2 separate regions of the Oryctolagus cuniculus genome follow, and region 2 is linked to region 1. Evidence: chromatin contacts called from public Hi-C data. All regions are on one chromosome and are shown on one strand. Each heading gives the region's core, a stretch centred on a gene start, on an enhancer-like site or on the middle of the called end of the contact. The rest is flanking DNA. Distances are from core to core; before and after follow the strand shown.

Region 1 (3,998 bases), core at 727-3,226:
CAGTATTCTGAGATGGGTGCCCTTCTCTGTCTCCCATAGTTCCTAGGCTTCTTTCTACCATGACACTGATGTGTGTCGCTTTCATTAAACAGCGAACTCCTGGCCGTCAACGTGTGTCACGGTCATCCTTAGACTCCCAGAACCTAGGCAGGGCACTGAAAGAACTTGTAACACAAATGAATGACTAAGCTGGGTTCCATAATCCAAGGCATATTTTCTAAGAACCTAGCTTACAGATTGTGCTTCTAGAATAAATGAGTTCAGAGAGACTGTGAGATCAGAGTTGTGTCAGAAAGCAGGATGAGGGCCAGCGCTGTGATGCAGTGGGTAGAGCCGCCACATGCAGTGCGCCATCCCGTATGAGCACTGGTTCGAGTCCCAGCTGCTCCACTTCCGATCCAGCTCTCTGCTATGGCCTGGGAAAGCAGTGGAAGATGGCCCAAGTGCTTGGGCCCCTGCACCCATGTGGGAGACCAGGAGGAAGCTCCTGGCTCCTGGCTTTGGATTGACTCAGCTCTGACTGTTGTAGCCAGTTGGGGAGTGAAACCATTGGATGGAAGACCCCCCCCCCCCCGCCTCTCATTCTCTCTCTGTGTAACTCTGCCTTTCAAATAAATAAATAAATCTTAAAAGCAAACAAAGAAAAAAGAAAGCAAGCAGGATGATGGGCAGGAGCTGCCACCCACCATTGCAACACACCAGGCCCATGCTCCAGCAACCGCACTAAATGACGAATCAACCATGAGGGGCGGGGATGGGAGGAAGCCTTCCTGCCCCTTGCCAAGCTATAAAAGGTAATGGCAAGAAACCATGCCCTAATTTCCCTCCTCAGATCAGGTCAGCTTGTGGAGTTTAACCACGAGAATATTGATAAGCCCCAGAACAAAGTTCGAGGACAAAGTCGATGTCTGGCATCAGCGAACTTCCGGATGCCATAAGTGCAGAGTCACGCTGGGTGGGCCTTAGAGGTCATCTGGTCTACCCTCTGCCCTATGTGCAAATCCCTGTGATCCAGTGGTCACTCCTGGTCATGGGGTGGGGGTGGGAATTTCCAAAGCTCAAGACTTCTAGTGGCAAAAACACAATTCACCCCCAAGATCCTCCAAACAGTGATGTTTCAAGAATCAATAGAACACATGATGGAAGTGCACTACCTTGGAAACCACAGGGAATAAGATGACACATGGTGCTTGCCTCAAAAGACTCATGTTCCAGAAGAGACACAGAGGCCAGCTCCACAGATGTAACAGGGCAACCACAATGAGGGCCGGGGCGGGGCACTGATGGGGCAGGGGGCAGAGGCTATGGGACAACTGTAGAACAATTGACTCCATCCCTTTGAAAACTGAACCCAATCCAAGGACAGACTTGATTCCCAAAAATCAATCATTCAAGAAAAAAAAACAAAAAAACAAAAAACTGGAATTGGGAACATTTCAATTACAGCAAAGAATTACTGGTGATTTTAGGCATAATAACATAACGTCACTATATCTGAAAAATGCTCCCTTTTTAAGAGTTGCAAGATCTAATGTGTAGAAATAAAATGATGTGGTGTTTTAAAATCATTCGGAAAGACAGAGAGAGAGAGAGAGAGAGAGAGAGATGAACTAAGTGTGGTCAAGTTTTAACAGCCATGGATTCTGGGTGACAGGGGCCTGGGGTGCACTGTGCTCTGCTCTCGACTTTGACAAATTCTTGAAAGGTTCAGAATCAACAGAAGTTAAAAAGGTAAAGCAAGTGGCAAGTGCAGGATCTCTCAGATGGAAGTGGGCAGGGGGCCAGGCCAGCTGTGGGCGAGGCTGAGGAAGACTGGCTGTGGCTCAGGAGCCCAAGCTGCCTCCACGTGGATCAGAGCTCCCAGCACGAGTCCCATGGGTAATGAAGGCCACCTGTGCTGACCTGTTTCTCCAGGATGTGGTAAACGCTGATCAACAAATAAGACAGAGGACTCCACAAACACCAGGCCCTGCGTGCGGGCCAGACAATTTTCCAAAACAACCTGTTTGTTCTTACTGTGCTGGCCCAGGCCTCAAGGACAGTACCCTACCCCCCTCACTGATTGTGTAACTGCCCCTCCTGGTGGATCCAGGCTCCCTCTGGAGACCACCAACTCTGTGTGTGGGTTCAGTTCTTTCGTGTTCGGGAGATCCACAATCTTTTTGGGAATATGGATTCCCCTCCTGTGGATTCTCTGACATCTCCGGAGGGAGAAGGTCAGAGAAGGTAATGAGAATAGGCCAGTAGGGCAGTCGCGTGGCCCGTGGAACATGCACCTGCCTGTATGCTCGGGTCCTCCTGCCCCAAGCTGGGACCCCCTCTTCGCCTGGCACTGGCCCTGGGTCGAAGCTGCTTCCTACAGAGTGAAGCTGCTGCTGCTGTCTCTCATGTGGCAACTCCAGCACTGTCCACCTCCGAGAGACCGCCCCCACTGGGGCAGGGTGAGGTTTCAGGACCTGCGGCCAAGTCCTACCTATCTCATCTCTGGGCCTCATTTGCCTCTGACTTATCCAGTTGTTCTGAGATCATGGAAAAACGAACTCTGGTCATATCTACAGAGTGGCCTTGGCATTCATTTCCCTGGGCAATTGCCTCTGACAGCCCAAGAGTCATTCAGACATTGCCCGTGGCGCGCTGGGCTGAGTGGGTGGCTCCTCTCTCGCATGCTTATCTTCCCTTTGCAGCCCTGGTGACTAACTGCCGAAGGTTGCAACATCAGAGAGAAAATATTTACAATGAGGGTTGACCCAGAAAGATATAGATGGGGGTCAGCGTACCTGCAGCTCTGTGTGACCTCCTCCATAGGAAAGTGACTTTGAACAAAGAACATAATATCCTCTGCGCTCTAGGGAGAGACAGGGTGGTGTGCTGCGGAGGTCAGGGACTTTGGGATCAGACCAAGGCCTGAGTTCAAGTCCTCCCTCACCATTCACTAGCCAAAGGGTTTGAGCAACAGAGCTAACCTCAGATCATGTTTCCATCTCACAGTATTTTGCAGATGAACGAGACTAATGCAAGTGAGACGCTCAGCACAAGGTAGGCACGCTCCCTCCTCTGCCTGCTGCTACTCCAGTGCCAGGTTCCTCATCTTTGCCGTAGCGGAGGTGACCATCAAGGCCAGGAGCAGCTCAGGCTTTCTGCCATTCTACGAGATGTCAGTGAGACAAGTCACTGCCCTTCATTCCTCCAGCCCCAAGCCTGGCCTCAGCTGGTACTGGAAAGCCGTGAGGACACCAGGTGCCCCCGGTGAGTCTGAACCCCACATCCATTCAGGCCCCAACCTCCCTGCTCCACCCTACATGAACATGTCTGCCTGTGGCATGGTGGGACTTCTCCTTTCTAATTTTCCTCACTCTCTCGAGGGTCATCAGTTAGGTAGGAAGTACTTCTTTTCCAAAAACAAAAATAGTTTAAGTATTTGATAGGCAGAGTAAGAGAGACACAGACAGAGATCTCCTATCCACTAGCTTACTCTGCAAACGCCCATAACAGCCAGGGCTGGGCCAGGTGAAAGTCAAGAGCCAGGAACTCAATCCAGGTCTTACACATGGGTGGCTTAGACCCAAGCATTTGAGTCATCACCTGCTGTTTCCTAGGGTGTGCGTTAGCAGGAAGCTGGAATCGGGAGCAGAGCTGGGACTGAAACCCATGCACTCCAATACAGAATGAGAGTGTCTGAGGTGGCATCTTAATGGTTGCACCCAAAGGTCACCTTTGGAATTGATTTTTAAGAAACTCAAGGCTCAGCCCTTGTCCTAGTGAGTAGTGTAGTGACTAGAATAGTCCCTCAGCCAGACAGCAGACGATGCATTCACCCCCTGCAGACCGATGGCTTTGGGGACTTCTGCTGCTCTGTGTTTTTGCCTCTCAAATGACAGCTGGCCCCATCCAGGCCTGCACAGGTGGGTGAACTTTTCTGATGGAAGTGTGGGTCTTGTGAGAATGTTTTGAAAATTTCGAACCCTGCAAAGAAGGGAGGTCTAATGATGCCTGCAGTC
Region 2 (3,647 bases), core at 394-2,893, 170 kb after region 1:
CAAGGAGCCACAGGATGACTTACCATGGTCCCCAGGCAGTGGCAGGGCCCCAGGGCACCGCCCCACACTGAATCAGAGGAAGGGCATTCCTCCACTGTTACCAGCTCCTGCACCACCACCAAAACAAGCCATGCCTTTCTCTTTCCCACGTTCCTAGGTCAAGAAGCAGGCGTGGTCCACTGCGGCAGGTTGACATCAACGGAAAACACATTCCTGGGCTCCGCGGTGCCTATGGACACGTGCAGTTTCTGAGGCTGAGTTATACCTGACCTCTCGGTCAGTCCCTGTTTACTCATCTGCACAACCTACTCTTTCATCAGATAATGACCTAGCCCTTGGGATGCACCTCCCGCGTGGCCCCAAGTCTGCACAGTGTCAGGGAGGCTTCCCTGCAGTTGCTCCCAGGCTGCCCTGTGCTGGTGGTGACACCCAGAAGCGTCCATGAGGGTCCTTGCATGCATCTACTCCTATAAAACCTGATCCTGGAGCCCACACTTCTCCTTCAGCTACTTGCTTGCATTCATTAATTCATTCAAAGGATAGACACGATGTGACCACAAGGCCCTGCGAAAGAATGCAGAGAAGCTGAGGAAGTGATGGTGAACTCAACCAGCCGTGATTCTGTCTCTCATGGAACTTTCCTCTCTGAGAGATGAGCCACCAGAAGCAGAAAAACAAATGAATAAACCTGATAGTTTCTGTCAGTGATGAGTGCCATGAGAACATCAAAATTGACAGGGGCAGGGAGGGGTGGCATTGTGGTGCAGCGGGTTAAGCCACCACTTGCAATGCTGTCCTCCCATAGCAGAGGGCCAGTTCGAGTCCCCAGCTGCTCCACTTCCTATCCAGCTCCCTACTAAATGCAGTCCTGGGAAAGCAGCAAACGATGGCTCAAGTACTTGGGCCCCTGCCACCCATGTGGGAGACCTGGATGGAGTTCCTGGCTCCTGTCTTCAGCCTGGCCCAGCCCTGGCAGTTACAGGCGTTTGGGGAGTAAGCAGCAGAAGGAAAATCTCTCACTCTGTCTCTCTGTGTCACTTTGCCTTTTGAATAAATAAATCTGGAAAAAAAAAAAAAAAAGATTGGCAGGGGGTGGGGTGGTCTAAATCATTCCCCACCCAGGAAGGGGCACCTGAGTTGGGGCCCGAGTGATGAAGCTTTCAGGGCTGGGCTCCTAAGGAGGAGGCCCCAAGGCAGCCATGATGGAAAATCCATGTTACTAGCGGGGGAGGGAGCCCCTGCAACAAAAGGCGCTGTCCTAGTTCATCACATGCTGGCCTGGAGCCTGAGCAACTGTGTCCACCAGGGACAGCTCCAGGCCCTGCCACTCACGAGGCTTTGATGGACGCTCCACAGGTGCAGAGCTGCACGCACTTTGACAGAGTGGAAGCGAGTGCAGCTCACTAACTAGGGAGGCCATCTCTGTGAGGACATTCTGATAGCTTGCAGCTAGCTGGCCTGGTTTCCTGGGGTGACACCAGTGGGCCAGGAGCTGCTGACCTCCAAGTCCCACTGGGCCCAGCATCCAGGAGACTCCTGCCACCTAGCTCCTACCAACATCTCCTATGAATTGGCGCCAGATCCCAGCTTGTGGGTGAGACCTCCATGTAGCACTGGGTTCATTTCTCTGAAGAGGGACTGACACGGGCATGGCCAGGGGCTCTGGCTCTGGGCCCCTGCACCTAGCTGCCTCACACCTCTTATTCTCAGAAGCTCCCCTTCTCTGTGCCACGTGGGACATGTGCCAGGCCACACCGCGGGTGTGACGGGAGCGGCGTGCCTTCCCTGCTGAATGTGGCAGCTCTGCAGCGTGCTTCCTGAGGTGACGAATGACCTTGATTCACATTGGTGAAGTAATGGCTTTCGGCCTCAACCTTCTCATCCATTAGTCACGTTGCAACACAGCCCTCTCTCTGTGACACAGAACTCGTTCCCAGGAGCCAGCTCAGGGACTTGCAACGCCTCCCAGGCTTGGCTTACCAAACTCACAGCCGCACAATCAGTCCAGGTGCCCGGAACTGCCTTGGCCCACTGCCACTGAAAGCCCAGCAATGGGGACTTGGGAAGGCACAAGAGAGGAGGCCAGGAGCTGGGACTTGTTGCCAGCTCTCTCCCCTTGCTGTGTGACTTTGGGCAAATGACTTAATCTCTCTGAGCTTCAGCATCTATACATTGCCAATAATGATAAAAGCCCAGGGAGAGAAACAAATATTTTAAAATGGCCACAAAAACCCTTTGTAAAGTACAGGTGAGAGGGCTTCTGTTCCGGGGGAAAAAAGCAGTCTTGAGGGATGAACTTCTGAGCATTTATCCAAGGAGTTCTTGGAATCTCAGAGTGGAGGCCCCCAGATCCATTTGGGGGATGTGAACAGACACCCTCATACACAAGGTTTTCAGTGTGCCAGTGGCTAAACTTCCCAAGAAAAATGCACAGAATGAACCCCACGCGGCACCATGGAGCTGAATGATGAGATGCCAGGAGACTCCCCTGGATATAACACATTCATTCGCTGCACCTGTGTGTAGACCTGCACGTGGAAGCTACATTGTACTGATGGCTGCACGTGGATCCTCAAGTGAGACCCCCACGGCAGGCACGGGTCGTTTTCTTTGATCCAAGACCTTTTCTGGCCTCCTGTTTAAGGAGGAAGAATTAGTGAGCCTCTCAAAGTTGAATGCTGAATCAGTGACAAAAAAGAATCCCCACCCTGCTACCTACTGGAACCTTCTCTAATCAGTGGCTCCTGTGGCTCACAAGGGCCCATCTCTGTTTAGAAAGGAACTGCTGACCTTTTAACCTTCCACTCTTATCAACCCAAAGAGGAGCAGCTCTAGGGTCCTTCCCCGCCCACAGGCAATAAGATCACCCTGGGGGACAGGGGTGGCTGGAGAGGAGCGGGCAGAGGGGCTGGCAGAGGGTGTTCAGCACGACAAGCCGGGTTTAGTCTGCCAGCAGTATTCACAGAGGCCTCCTCCAGCTCCGTTAGCAGAGGCCTGGTCCTCCTTGAAAAATGTGGGGGTTAGGCCCTGGGAGGCTCAGATGAATTAAACTCCAACGGCAGCAGACCCCCCTGCACCCTTCTTCTGCATGATCTGAGAGGGAGAGGGAGAGTTGATGCAAGGCAGATGCCCAGCCCCTGTTGCAGCCTCTCCGACTCACCATGGCCAAGGCCCTCCTCTTCATTGCCCAGGTCTCCCCCATCTCAGTGCACAACTCCACCTTCCAGTCCACACCAACACCTAGAAACCACCCTGCACTCCTCCCACCTTCACACCCCACATCCACGAAAGCAGGTCAACGCGACCTTCCCAAAACGTCCTGAATCCTGACCACATACAGCCTGGTGCCCAGCGAGGTCCTCCCTACATAACCAGGCCCTGCTCAGGCCATCCCTCCTCACCCCCCAGGAGCAGGGTCCTCCTCCCTGACTTTCGGGCCAGGCCACTCTCGTGCCCCTGTCAAGGCCTTTGTAGCAGCTGTTCCTGCCCCCTGGAGTGCTGGCTCCCCAGCTCTGGCTGCTTCTCACCATTCAGGATTCGCTTTTATAGACTCCTTCTCTGGCCCTCTATTCAAAGCTGTTCCTCCCTCCTTCCCCTTTAGCCAACCTCTGTCTCATCGTGCATTCTTATTGTCCTTTTAGCACATG

The links. A called contact is a pair of places that touch in the nucleus more often than the background predicts.
Region 2: a Hi-C map of liver shows a contact between it and region 1, with 6 times the contacts expected there. The contact joins two enhancer-like sites. A contact is called at or near these places in 2 of 6 Hi-C or Micro-C datasets (liver and an unstated tissue).

What each region holds. Positions count from the first base shown.
Region 1 is chr13:54,170,290-54,174,287 of mOryCun1.1, forward strand. The region is part of intron 2 of LOC103350930 (a long non-coding RNA gene); the gene reads right to left. Among named protein-coding and RNA genes, the nearest start is that of TOMM20, 230 kb to the right of the region's middle. Within about 2 kb of position 1,977, at least 1 of the 8 cell types and tissues checked has an H3K27ac peak or open chromatin away from gene starts, as enhancers often do.
Region 2 is chr13:54,345,103-54,348,749 of mOryCun1.1, forward strand. All of the region lies in intron 1 of LOC103350930 (a long non-coding RNA gene), which reads right to left. Among named protein-coding and RNA genes, the nearest start is that of TOMM20, 52 kb to the right of the region's middle. Within about 2 kb of position 1,644, at least 3 of the 8 cell types and tissues checked have an H3K27ac peak or open chromatin away from gene starts, as enhancers often do.